2 separate regions of the Bicyclus anynana genome follow, and region 2 is linked to region 1. A link is a contact called in public Hi-C data. All regions are on one chromosome and are shown on one strand. Each heading gives the region's core, a stretch centred on a gene start, on an enhancer-like site or on the middle of the called end of the contact. The rest is flanking DNA. Distances are from core to core; before and after follow the strand shown. Region 1 overlaps LOC112053706 (GAS2-like protein 1). Region 2 holds the start of LOC112053706 (GAS2-like protein 1).

The links. Hi-C and Micro-C count contacts between places; a contact is called where the count stands out from the background.
Region 2: a contact with region 1 is called in a Hi-C map of whole body, with 3 times the contacts expected there. The contact joins the promoter of LOC112053706 here to the enhancer-like site in region 1. A contact is called at or near these places in 2 of 2 Hi-C or Micro-C datasets (whole body and whole larva).

The regions. Positions count from the first base shown.
Region 1 is chr23:4,686,789-4,693,645 of ilBicAnyn1.1, reverse strand. It overlaps LOC112053706 (GAS2-like protein 1), which reads left to right. Exons shown (of 10, transcript XM_052888756.1): 4 at 4,793-4,917; 5 at 5,504-5,645; 6 at 6,019-6,220; 7 at 6,440-6,486; 8 at 6,823-6,857. Among protein-coding and RNA genes, the nearest start is that of LOC112053704, 22 kb to the right of the region's middle. Within about 2 kb of position 4,160, at least 2 of the 8 cell types and tissues checked have open chromatin away from gene starts, as enhancers often do.
Region 2 is chr23:4,771,400-4,778,906 of ilBicAnyn1.1, reverse strand. LOC112053706 (GAS2-like protein 1) reads left to right here and starts at 6,226. Exons shown (of 10, transcript XM_052888756.1): 1 at 6,226-6,400.

The DNA of each region.
Region 1 (6,857 bases), core at 2,911-5,410:
TATAAATCAAGAAACCTACACCATGTTGGAAAGTCTAACTTCAATAATATGCTGCTCGTTCAAAATTTATGGAACGAAATTCAATCGTGTCATTTTTAGTTTTAGTCACACAAATATTCCAACTTAAAATTGTTTCTTGTGATTTTCCAAGTCCGTGATGGAAAACTTACACCTGCCTGACACCCCATTATATTCGTACCTAAATCTAATTATTATTATTATTTTAACAGTAGTAAAGTTGATAAAGACAGAGCTTGTCCGAGCGAGTCCTATTTCTTTGATTAGTTTATTAGTTGCTGAAGATAATGGTTATCGGTGTAATTACAGGCAGATAGGGCCTTAACACCTTATCTTAAGTTTAGCAAAGCAATAACAACAAAGCAATATGTTGCTCTCATCTGTTATAGCCATTTGCTTCGACAACTCTCATTATAGGTAACAAAGTATTATATCGAGTTACATCACAACTTGTTCTTCACCTTGGGAGTGCAGTTTTTAAGTAGCTCTTGCCGGCGCCCGCGGCACTTTGACTGGATTTCGGAAAAGTGATCGACCTTCCGCTACCGACAGCCGATACTGTTGATACGCTGCTGATGTTTCGCAATGTCGACATTGAAACTTCATCTTAATATGTTTATGAGCTTATTAAACCTGCGTCAATAATATACTTAACTACCTAATTTCTAACCGTGATATGAATTCCATAGTTGAATGAAAGCTGAGAAAACCTGACCCAACTAATATCGATGTATGTTTACCGGGAGATGAGTAGAAATTTGTGATCCTTAACTAACTTCTTTTTGTAATAAAGTTTTGTTTTCTACTGGTATTTATGTACGTCGACAATTATTGTACGTATTTTTTTTAATTACCCGATTTAGATGATATTTCCATTATTGGAATGCATATTTTTGAAATTTGAATAAGCTGTAATAGGATTGTGTCCGTCTTGATTATTTAGGTTATGCAATCTATAGAGTAGGCATGTATTTTGTAAAAAAATGAGACTAAGCTCAAATGAATTGGTTGTGAAAATGGGCATACGTATTCGATCTTGTATTAAAAGATACTTTATAGCAAATCGCACAGCATAATAAAATAATACCACAAGTCACAATTATAAGATGTAGAATAAGGTATTTTAATATTCGTTCTTACTTCTTGCAAGGGTCTATTGAGCATGCTTTTGCTATTATAAACCTATAAGAGCAAATGAAAAAAGAGTGAAGTGGTTTAAATATAGCCGTGTCCTTGCATAGGGAATGCATATTAGCGTCGCGGGAGTGCTGCGGGGCGGGACGACGGGGGGAGGGCGAAAGGGGTGCGATTATATTACCTATCTGCAATAACTATACCCATAATAATATTATTTTAAGAGGTAAAGTTTGTGGGGTTATAGGGGTTATAGGGATACTCTCTGGAGACTATGGATCTCATGAACTTTGAAAATTCTTGACATTGCGTATATAGAGTTAAACATTGCGCGCCATATTTGAATATAGCTCGAAAATCCTAGTTACGTATGTAACAAAAACCTTAGACACCCCCCACGTCGCTGTGACAAACGTAATATTTTGAAAACTATTTAGAGAGGGGGTCCCTGTGAACTGGTCACGTAGGATGGGCACGCTCCTTAGCTAGAGGCATGATGCCGGCCGAGATGTGAGCCGCACGCGGCGCGGTGCCGAGCTATTTGCTATCAATAATTCATGAGCCCCAGACCCTGGCAGCCCGCGAGGCTCTATTTATGCAAGAGTTGAGCGACCCCATATTCTTATGCTGCCTACATACATTATTGTAATATTGAAAATTGCAGGAGAATTTCAACTGACCCTTTATAAAAGCACGGCAGTTTTCAGAATTATTTTTTTATATACCTACTATAAGATGACGGAATAAGTAGTTAGTTCACCTGATGTGAAGTTAAAAATAGCTTCAAATAGAGCAACAGGGAAATAAAACGTCCTTCGTACAAAAGGTATTGAGCCTCCTGTCTCCGCAACTACAGAGGCAACTAACTATACCATCTGTACACTAACAGACAAGTGCTGCTTGGCCGCAAGATAATCAAGGGGTTGTTTCTTCCCCGGATAAGCTTCCTCGAAGAGTTCACCATCTACTACTTAAATTGTTATATTTCCAATAATTCGATGAATCATTACGAGATCTCAGAACCTTCGAATATTTGGATGTTAGCTTCTCACTATGAAAGTCTATTGTTGTTGAGTAAGAAGGGTAAGAACATAACTAGGTAGGTACAATGCTCAATAAAGTTACAATGGTTTCGTGTTTATAAAGGACTAGCCGAGGCTCTGCGGTTTCACCCGCGTAGTTCCTGCTCCCGTGAGAGTATACGAGGATAAAATATAACCTATTAGCTGCCGCCGCGCGGTTTTACCCGCGTGGTTCTCGTTTCCTTAGGAATACGGGGATAATTAGCCTATAGCCTTCCTCGATAAATGGGCTATCTAACACTGAAGGAATTCAAATCGGACGTTCCCAAGATTGAGCGTTCAAGCAAACAAACAAACGAACTCTTCAGCTATAAAATATTAGTAGACACTCACAAATAACGTGGCTTTCTAGTGGTAAAAGAATTTCCTAAATCAGTTCAGTGGGTTCAGAGATTACCCCTACAGACCGCAAAGTTTACCTCTTTATAATATTACTAGCAGACGCCCGCGACTTCGCCCGCGTAAATTTCGATGTCAATTTTACTACTACCCTTACCCTACCCTACCATTATCCTACCACTACCCCAACCCTACCCAACCCCTACAACTACCCTACCCCTACCCTACCATACCCTACCCTACCCTACCCCTACCCCCACCCTACCCCTACCCTACCCCAAACCTACTCCTACCCTACCCCTACCTTACCTACACCCTACTCCCATCCTACCCCTACCCTCCCCGTACCCTATCCCTTTCCTACCCCTATCCCACCCGTACCCCTATCTCACGCCTATCCTACCCATACCCTACCACTTCCCTATCCTACCCGTACCTCTACCCCACCACTACCCTACCTCTACCCCTACCCTACCACTACCCTAAACCCGGCCCTAAACCTACCCTACCCCTACACTACCCCTACGCTTCCCTACCCGTACCCTACCCTACCCTGTAACTTCTCTATCTTACTCCTACCCTTAGCAAAATCGGTCCAGTCCTTCGACAGTGGTGGTATGACCAAGAGAAATAGAGACTTCTATGCTAATAATATAAAGAGGTAAAGTTCGTGTGGTTGTAGGAGGTAATCTCTGGATCTACTGGACCGATTTGGAAAATTGTTTTACCAATAGAAAGCTACGTTATTTGCGAGTGTCATGGGCTATGTTTGATCCCCGTATTCATACGGGAACGGGAACTACGTAAATGAAAGCGCCGGGCGTCATATAGCGGAATTTCTGCGTCTTTTAGAAATTTTGTATTATCTCCGAAACTATTTAAGTAATTAACATACTGTAAAGGGCAAATCTTATCTCCATAATATTTTTGTGATTATTAAATGATTTATTTTAATAAGGATTAAAGTTTAGTTGTATAAATAATGACGTAAACCTAAGCATATAAAATTAATAATTTTTAAAACACAAAAGGTACTATATCTGCTAATATATAGAAGATAGATATATGGTGTCGCGGTCTTTTTTGTAGAACATTTAAAGATACATAAAGTCTTCATACATTAATTTCAATTTTACACAATAGTTAAGGCAGCGCATGCGAATAAGTCTGTTTAAGAGGATTTTCAGTCCGACCTGTATGACAAAAACTGTGATAACTCGGCTAATATATATGATACCAATATAAAATATAGTCTATAGCACTCCCCGATAATGTAGCATTCTACTGGTGAAAGAATTTTTGAAATCGGACCAGTAGTTCCGAAGATTACCCCATTTAAAAATTGTGACAAACTTACAAACTTACAAACTTTACCTCTTTATAATATTAGTATAGATTGGAATTTTATCTCCATTTTTGATCGGATAGAGACAGTAGAAAGTAGATTGTTTTACGATTTTCTGACAAAGTTCACGTTAAAAACTGCAATGTTCATGTTGGTACCAGACAATCACGGACCGGATCGGTAGCGGGCCGTGCGCGTCACGGGAGCGGCAACGCGTGACGTAACGTATCTTTTAACGATGATAAGCGATGCATACGGTTACTTAACGGGCAGAGATCACGTTGCTTTTTTATTGGTCGAAGACTGAACTGTGGTACTACATGGACTCATTATATCTACGTTACAAGTTTTACCGAATGCATGAGGTACATTTGTATGTAACTAGTCCAGTGTTGGCCGTAAACACTGCCTCTTTATGTGCGTTTGTATTTGCAATTCGCAATCATTACCGATAACAAATGTTACTTATTACCTGATGAGTGTACATACGGCCTAATCCATAAATAACGACGTAAATCAAGATTAGATTTAGATTTACCGGCGTATCGACCTATTACACCACTACTATATTAAGGTTAATAGAGCCTTGCATCTGATGAAATAATTATATGCCATAAAAAATAGTCTTTGTTTGCTTCGCTAGGTTGTGTCTCACAAGCTGAGCTCAATCTTTCATAAACGTCATCGTCATCATCATATCGGTCGATGGACGTCCACTGCGGAACATATATCTCTTGTAAGGACTTGCAATTTAAACACCATGGTACTAACTCCCAGTCTACCTGCATCTAGCGTCGTCTAGTGAATGCTTGCCAGTTGACACACAATAAAGATATTGATGTTATATTGATTGTATGAACTTCCTTGTCCACAGGCATCACGTACCTGTCGGGAGAGAACTTCCTCGATGTGCTGGACAACGGCGCAGAGCTGTGCCAGCTGGCGGTGGTCATCCACGAGCGAGCGCGGGAGGCTCTCGACCAGGGGCTCATTGTGGGGGTGAGTGCAACACCCCTGAGTAGTGTACTGGTGACTGTATACTGCACAGATGCCTCATCATCATCATCATCATCATCATCATATCAGCCGATGAACGTCTACTGTAGGACATAGGTTGTTGTAGGAACTTCCAAACATCGCGACCCTGGGCCGCCTGCATCCAGAGAATCCCAGCTATATTACTAGTATACATCCAGATACAATAGCGTCATTAGAGTGAGCCGCGGTGAGCGGTCTGCCGCTTTCCGTTAACGCTATTGCGTTACATTGTGCGTCGTACTCAGGGTCGTAGATACCGTGGTATCATCCGTATCAATGATACGGAGCCCTCGGACTACAGGCCCGACTACAGACTAAAGGGCCCCCCTTTAAGTGTGAAAAACACAAATTAGTAAAATTTAATCTACAATCTCATTTAATCTGGTGCTTCTCGGAGAATAAAAACATAACTGTTAAAGAGATTTTCGGAATTTGCCGCTCGTCTATTAGGCCCCCCGACTAATTTTGATACAGGGCCCCTCCAAGGGGCTCTAACTCCTACAATATGAATACCTAGATGTCCTCGTAACTCAGCCTGTGTCCCCAGCCGGTGCCAGCGATCCGCGGGCGCTGCTGGCAGCGCGCGGCGCGGCGCAGCTTCTTCTCGCGCGACAACGCGGAGAACTTCATCACTTTCTGCCGCGAGCTGGGCGTGCACGAGAACTTGCTGTTTGAAAGCGATGACCTTGGTGAGAACTATCATAAACACATATAAGTAAAATCGAAGTCTGTTATTTCGAAAACAAATTGTGGCTAATTTGTTCGACTCTGAAACGGTTAAACTAATTTAAATGGGACTTTTACTGGTAGTTAGAGGAGGTTTTTGAACACAATATAGGCTACTTTTTATGCCGGAAAAAACCATGCTTTCCACGGGAACCAAGGATTTTAATGGTAAAGGAAGGATTGTGTTAAGGAACATTATGGAGTTCCTCAGCACAATCTCCAAAATATCTATATCTTACCGTATATCCCCCCTCCTATAAAGGAAGGCTTATTTAGTGAGCCGTCACAACGCTTGATACTGATGATGAAACTTATATTAATATTCTCTCTGTCTAGTGTTACACAACCAGCCTCGCCAAGTGATCCTGTGCCTTCTAGAAGTGGCGCGGCTGGCGACCAAGTTCAACGTGGAGCCGCCCGGGCTGGTGCAGCTGGAGAAGGAGATCGCCCTGGAGGAGCGGGACTCGGGGCTGGACTCGGCCATGTCGGGCGCCGCGTGGCAGTTCCGGGACAACTCGCCGTCGCCCGTCAGGGATAAGTGAGCTCAATGTTGATGTTATAATGCTCGACTTCAGGCTGAGTTTGTTGTTGGCTCTTCGCGGACCAAGGCGCTTTGGAACCCTCGTAATTTTTTTTTCTTTTTTGAAGCTATCACTCACAACACTGTCTCGCAGCAAAGAGTTACTGCGGTAAATTCAATTGACTGTTCTACTCGTAAACTGTTTTCGTAGTATCTAAACATGGCTTTCTTTTTCAGGTCAAAGTCTGAAGCGTTACCCTCTTCACCAGATGATCCACATGAAAGTAAGTCTGTGTTCAATTCACTTTTTTGATCGATATTACTTACCTATGATGCTGATTCAATGTAAATAAGTATGTAATTCATACTTCGTGCTATATTACTTTGTATAAGCTGATTAGAGCAGGTAGGTATATTGGTATTGATGTAATCGAAATCTACTACCGATTTGGAAGATTTTGATTATACTGAATTGAGCAAGAATCTCAACTTACTCTTTTTAAATTTCTTACATCCAGTCTTTTCATCTTTTTAAACTTTATCGTTTTTGTGTTATCTCTCGTGTAAATGTGAACCGATTTCCTCCAAACATGTTGTCATTAGGCATGAAATCTTTTCAGGTCAGCACTCAGTGCCGGACAACACGGACGCAGAG
Region 2 (7,507 bases), core at 4,977-7,476, 83 kb before region 1:
CGGACTACTGGGTACTAGATATTTTTGTAATTTTGATGAAATATTAAAATATTACTTTTATATTTGGACACTAGAAACTCCTTTAAAACCTCCTATCTTCCAAATCCTGACAAACAACATACTTTCTGCTTTTATAAAGAGATATCGCAGGCTCTTAGACCGTTTATGTAAATCTCACCATTTATTGCAATAAATTATTATTTTACATTATCGTAATGGAGTTTGACTCGTATATGGGCTGAACAAAGCACATGTAGTCATGTGAATTAACTATTGACAGCGCGGGTAGACTGCAATGCGGGACTCCGAGAGGCTGCGTCACGCGTAGGGTTGTCGACTGCAAATCCATGCCACCGCCGTGTCATATCAATCAATCAATCAATCTTTAATTTGCTTACGACATATGGACAAGATTATCTGTCAATCAAATTAATCACTCATTTATTTATTGATGACAACAATTAAAATGTAGATGCAATGTTTTGCCTTTAAACGACAAAATGGCATATTAATTAAACGTTCCTACTGTTGTAGTGGTGAAGTTTAAATGTAGTATAACTTAATATAACAGTGTCCATCCGGGGAAGTATTATTTGTGCTAAAAATCAGCACCTCTGTCTTTCGATCTGGAAGTCTAAAAGCTCAGTCCGGAGGCCCGTATTGATACGGTATTATTGATACAGCGGTAGCTACGCCCCTGTATGTGAGTCTGGTTATAATCGATGGTTTTCCACCATCAGCTAGAACATCTACTTGATCCGTCAATTATAATAACAAAAACTTGGCAGTGACAACCCTAGCCGACTTTCGCAGTCAATTCCGTGCGCGGGAATATTGCTCGTGCGGGATTAGCTCGCTCGCGAGATGGAGTGGCTCTTGATGTCTGATGGACATGCTCACATGCCCTACTGGACATGTCTATCTTGATTTAGGGATAGACATGTCCAGATGAACATGTCAATCCAGACATTAAAGACTCATTTGATATTTAATTGTTAGTGTGGTCAACATCTTGAAAAACTTAAATATCTATACAATTCATAAAAGCGAAAGGTCTCACTCATTAAGAAATATTGAAAATGTTTCAAATAGAAAGTTAAAATTATTAAGGGATAGTCAGTTCATAGTTAGTAAGTGATCTGCTGAGAACGGATTTTGCGACAGGACTTGATATGAATGTCAAAGGGCGGAAGAAGTAGCGGGCGTCCGTTAATTAATCATATAGGATAGGTTTTATTAATATAGGTAACGAATGAACTATTGCCTAAAATATTTTGAGGAGTTTTAGCAGTTTTTTATGTGATCGGGGGGCTAATTACCTACACCTGTTGTGTGTGTAGGGTGCAGCAGGGTGCAGGCGGGGGTGTGTCGGTTCTGGCCACACTTCCGGTGCGCCCTCGTGGCGGCCACACCTGTTGGTGTAATGGTAGGGCCACATCAGCAGACACGTCGATTGACACGACATTCATTTACCTTGGAATTGGAATAGGCGTCAAATTATCTTAATATTACTGTGGGAAAATTATATTGATAAAATGACAATTGATTAAATATATTTAACCTAACATTTTTACGTACCTATTGTAGGACCGTGGAAATCCCTTCAAAGGCCTATGTCCTTGACCAGTACCGTAATTTATTTAGCTGATAAAATCAACGCGTAATTTTTCAGCACATGATAATTTGCACTGAAAGTAGGGATTTTTATAATTTGTACAAAAATCAATATTAAAAACCGTAAAATTTCGGCTCACATACATATATTGCGTTATTTTAGTACGCCTTGATGTCAGCTATAACCCTGTAGAATATGTACTACCTAATATTTAGAGGACACCTTAGATAAACACAAACAGTGAATTAAAATTAATTAGGTATAGCAGCGCTAGTCTGGCCGCAGCACTATCGGGCCAGTCTGCAGGTTATGCAAGCCATTATAACGATTGCTACAAAAAGTCGTTCATACCAACACTCGTATGTACCTACACTACACGATAATTACAGCTATTTCGTCATTCATTGTCGCAATTTAACACAGGATAGCTTTATACTAACTGGTTTATTCGAGTGCAATCCATTCCGGATAGATATCCTTAATCCGACATTGTTACGACTAGGCAATAAGTAGGCTATAATTATTATCTAAGTAAAAAAGTAGAGAGCCGTGATAGCCCATTGGAAATATGACCTCTGCCTTCGATTCCGGAGGGTGAGGGTTCGAATCCGGCCCAGTGCTTGCACGTCCAACTTTTCAGTTGTGTGCATTTTAAGAAATTAAATATCACGTGTCTCAAACGGTGAAGGAAAACATCGTGAGGAAACCTGCATACCAGAGAATTTTCTTAATTCTCTGCGTGTGTGAAGTCTGCCAATCCGCATTGGGCCAGCGTGGTAGTCTATTGGCCTAACCCTTCTCATTCTGAGAGGAGACTCGAGCTCAGCAGTGAGCCGAATATGGGTTGATAACGATGTAAAAAAATCGAAAACTTTATGTAGGGGTGTAAGGGTGCGGCTAGCACTAGTCAGCCTACTCAATTGCCAACGTCACCTGTTCGAGGTTTAACACCTTGTAGACTGACCAAAGAAGCTCTGGCGCCTGACAAATGGCAGAGAATACAAAAAAGATTTTGTAAATGGCACGGACACAACAACGCGAAAAATCTAGCCCTGCAATGTGTCTGCGTGACCAAAACCTCCTGCGCTGCAGTTGTTATGGATCATGCGTTTGTTTTTGATTATAGAGATTAGAGACACTCAGCGCGCGATGGAGTAAGGCCCAAGCTGTACTCGGAATATCTCGATGAGAAAAAAGAATGTTTTCTTCGTAACATTGTAATAATGAAATAATAAAATATGTGAAACAAGCAACAGTTATGAAATAAAGAAATGAAAAAACACTTCATACGTCAGAGTCGAGCGAAAGTAACGTTGAACAAAAGAGATAAAACAATAACTGCGTCGCACATTTGGATAATTACTATGTGAACATGCGCATGCTGCATGCACGCCTCAATACGCGAACATTTGGTTGTATCGAGTTGACCGACTGCGAGAGCAGAGGTTTTGTTTTGCGCAGCTTCCGCTCCCACGCCGCCACTGTTACTGGAATTGAAGACGCAGTTATAACTGAACTAATAAATAATTTAAATGTGGTCGGTCTACATGGCTTCACTAATTAGATTAGATTTAGATTATGAGGGCTTAAGTTCGATGCTATCTTTGAAATATCATAAGATTTTCTTATTTCTAAGAAAATAAACGTGTCTCGGAGAAAAATTTAAGCCATCTCAGCATTAATCATTGATTCTGTGAATCAATCATTATTTCCCTAAGCCCACCAACTTACATTGGAGTGTGGTGTATCTAAGCTGCATATACCTACCTTCTTCTATAGCAAAAGGAAGCAGGCCTGTAGGGGGCACAGAGAACAGAACAGGCTCATAATGATCTATATTTCTACAATAAAAACTAACTAACTAAAAGAGTATAAATCGATCTATCTGTCTGTAATTTTTATAAAATTTTGTAGATGTTTTTCAATTAGCCTGATCCGTTCGCGTTAATCTTTTGTTCGAAGACCGAATATTTATAAATATGGCATAACTGGATTAAGCAAAATTAACATAATAAATGTTCCTTCAAGACACGCCGTAAGGAAAAGTAATTTAAAAATAGGGTACCTCGAATGATAGTCGCGATAAAGCCTCCCATTGGCAGTAATCTGACAAATCAGAAAAGAGTGCGTAATTTGTAAATAAGTATAGAACCTCTTCTTAATTAATCTCCACTCATACAGATATAACATCATTGTGACACCAAATTTTATGCTCCAGACAATAGCGGCTAAAGACTAAAGTATCAAATAGTTGAAGACAAAAACAACTCACGTTAAGGAGCTCACACACGACGTTTTGCGTGTGGTGCGGTGTAGTGTTACACGGTCGGACGCAATGTGCCCAATCTTGCTCTAATCTGCCGACAATGTCTCTTCAGTTGATTAGGTGCTTCCTCTTTGATGCTTTCACAGTTCACCAGTGATGAATGCCGTAGAAATATTATGGGAACTTATAAAGATACTTTATTAATTCAATCGGTCAAGCGGTTCTTCATTATCATTTTTTGTAACAAATGAATTCAGGGGTAGGGTAGGGGTAGAGTAGGGGAAGGGTAGAGATAAAGAAGAAGTGTACAAAAGTCAAAGCGAAGCTTGACCGGGTCCGCTAGTATTATTAAAAGTTTTATTTTTTTACATTAGCAATCATCATACAACACACGATCAGTCTTATCGGACGTCATGCCGTTAGCGCTACGCTACAGGTATGTGGGCTTATTGGATAGTGGGTGGCTAGCATTAGGGTGATACTGTTTCTCTATCAGATGATCATGATCGGGACCGACGGCTTAACGTGCTCTCCGAGGCACGGGGATGTAACGCTACCAACTTCCTAACTCTGGACAGAGAATGTAACTTAACTCTGGACTCGACTCTGGATCCGAAGACAGATATCGAATTGTGATAAAGCTAAGTTATGTAGTTCTGTATGGATCAAAATATCAAAAATAAGAAATGGAAGTCATAATTTTTGGAAGTCGATTAAAAAAGTTACGCAACTTCATATACAATGGGCGCAAAAGCGAAAAGCGAATCTTACTGTTTTAACTTTTTAATGTTCTTAGCGAATGCGTCTTGCGGGTAATTAATTATGTCATATTTTGATAAACGTTCCGTTTCTCTTTCCGTTTCACACGAGCGTCCTGTCTCATGTCTGCCGCGGCGGGGCGGCAAGAGGAAATAACCTAACACATACTGCAAACAGTTAAAAAGTGAACGTTATAAGGGTCAAATAACTTATTCACATGTCTTGTGTAATTAAATGCGTGATAACTAAAGTAAGTCATTTACAGAGGCGTGCACTTAATAGATGCTAAAACACATTGCATACCCTGACAATTCATAACGAACCTGTATTGGAAGAATTATCTATTTTGTACCTGCGGAGAAAGGTGTATTATATGATAGGAGATGGAGCTTAAGCATAACACAAAGCTCCAATACGGGATGGCGTGAAGGTGATTTTGTTAAATGTTAGTGATTTTGTTAAATTCTTTAACGACCGTTGTTGTTAATCTATGACCGGGACTGGTGACATAACGTAACTCCTAGGCTCGGGCGCCTTCTCAACTCCGAGCTGACAATTTTATTGAAATTTAGAAGATAGAATAGCTCAGTAAGTATTACAAAACTCGACTCAAGATCTCGTAATCCATATCATATAGATAAAGGCTAATCAATGAATCAACGACAGCTATAATCAAACATAGACCAATTAAAATAAAAGTAAATATTGGGCGCCGAGAACAATAAAAATGCAGCAATCAGCAATGCGGATCGGATTTCAACGATCGTAGCGACAAACGCCATAAACTGCGTTACTTACGGTAATGGCGAGCGATCCGAGCATTTGCTGCATTTGCATCCAATTGCTTTTTTCGATTTGCAAAAGCGAATGCCTCGGTATTTTTCAATTGTCGTACTTGTGTGGGTAATGCTGACCCTGGGTTTGTTGTAGAAAAGTGCATGATTCCGAGAAAGGGTTAGTAATTTCCTTACTGGAGTAGATACTTGGTTAAAATTAATTGAAATGTAGCAGCCGAAGTTTGTGGGGAGAACTATATGTTCTCAACAACTCTATGCAATGGGTCTTTGCGGTGCGGCGGCAATTCACATAGCCAAATTCTCTGATGGGCCGAACTTTGCTCTAGCCGATATCCACACGTTTTAGTTTAAGGACACCCAAAAACTGATGACAACATCACCCCACATGACGTATGTCATCAAAGACCCCACCATTTGTTCATCTCCTACGCTAGTCCAAGTCCCCCTAGTGACGCAAGCCTCCGTAAATAAACAATCAGTAAAAAGCTTACCCCAATTTTTTTACCAGGCTTGCATGAGATTTAATCAAAATATTGACCATAGCTGGAGTAAATGTTCATCACTCACAGTGGAATTCATAGACGTTGTAGGGGCACCCCCAGAGGATCTTTCAGCCGCTGAGTGTCGAAACTCTATTTGTTTGAGACTTTGACACTCTGCGGATGAATGATCCCCTATAACGTCTATGAATTCCATTGTTAAATATTTTAAGACATCGAATGCCAGGAGCATTGGCGTGGGGTATAGGTGCTCTGCAGTCTGCACTCTGCAGTGTGTTACCCCGCGGCGCGCCTTCATATTGCACGCAGACGCGGTGCTGTGCAGACGTGTCGTATTGTTTCGTCGCCGGTGGAATAATAACCGTATCGTAATAATTTACGCTAATCTCAAAGTTTCAAATTAATTAGTGGGTGAGAGTTTGTGTGACGCTAAGGCGCTGGTGTGGAACAGCAGTTATGAGACGTGAGTGGAAAGAATACTAAAACTGTTGATATTATTTTGGTGAGTGTTTTTATGGACTTTTTAGTTTTATCTGCGGCGGTACTCGTATTTACTTTATTATTCTGCAACTATTGTTTTTTTTTTTTTTTCACTTTAACTGTTTTGTTTAACGACCGCTTTTGTTTATGCCACTTGAATTTCGTTACTTTCAATAAGTACCGAATGATATTGTATATAGAACTGCACTCGACGTTATTTTTGAGGTTTGTATACTTATTGTGGGTACTGGGTACGTATTTAAAAACGCTCAATTACATACCTACCACTTAATTGCAAAGATATTCTATTAATATAATAATAATCGTTGCCTACTCGCTTTAAATGATAGACCACTAATTACTGTTAATTATAGTTTTTATACTAAATATAATTATAGTAGGTAACACTAATAGCCGCCACGCGGTTTCTCCCGCATACCTAGTTCCGTTCCCGTAGGAATACGGGGATAAAATATAGCCTATAGCCCATAGCCAAAGTAGAAGTACTCGGGGAACAGTAAAATAATTTTATTCTTCAAATAGGTTGAGTTTCAGAGCTTAGCAATGCAACAAAAAACAGTCAAATCTTTCATCTTTATAATATTAGTAGGTTACAGATGTGTAAGTAGACTGTGCTAAGAGACTCACCAAAATGTAGGTAGGTATGTAGGTCTCAGAGACTCACCAAAATGCACGTAAAAGTAAAATCCATAGAAAAGGAAATACAAAATATCATAAGCACATTGTCCTAGACTAGACAATTGCTGATAACATTGTTAATAGCTTTTGTTTTGTTTTTTGTGTTCCTATTGGTTCAGTGCAAATACTCGTACCTGTCTGTTTGTACAGTGTGCAAGTATAATGCAGTACCTACCTATTTTACTTACTTATCGGCTAATTTATAGGTAGGTACAATAATAATAATATTAGGTAAAACTGAAACTCGAAATTAATTTAATTCTTGCAGCTTATTTTACAAGCACTTTTGAAGCGTCAAGTTATGTCATGACTTAATGATGATAATAAGGTCGAAAATTCTTACTATTTTGATATTTTTTATTACCTCATTGGTCCAGTGGTGGTGGTAAAG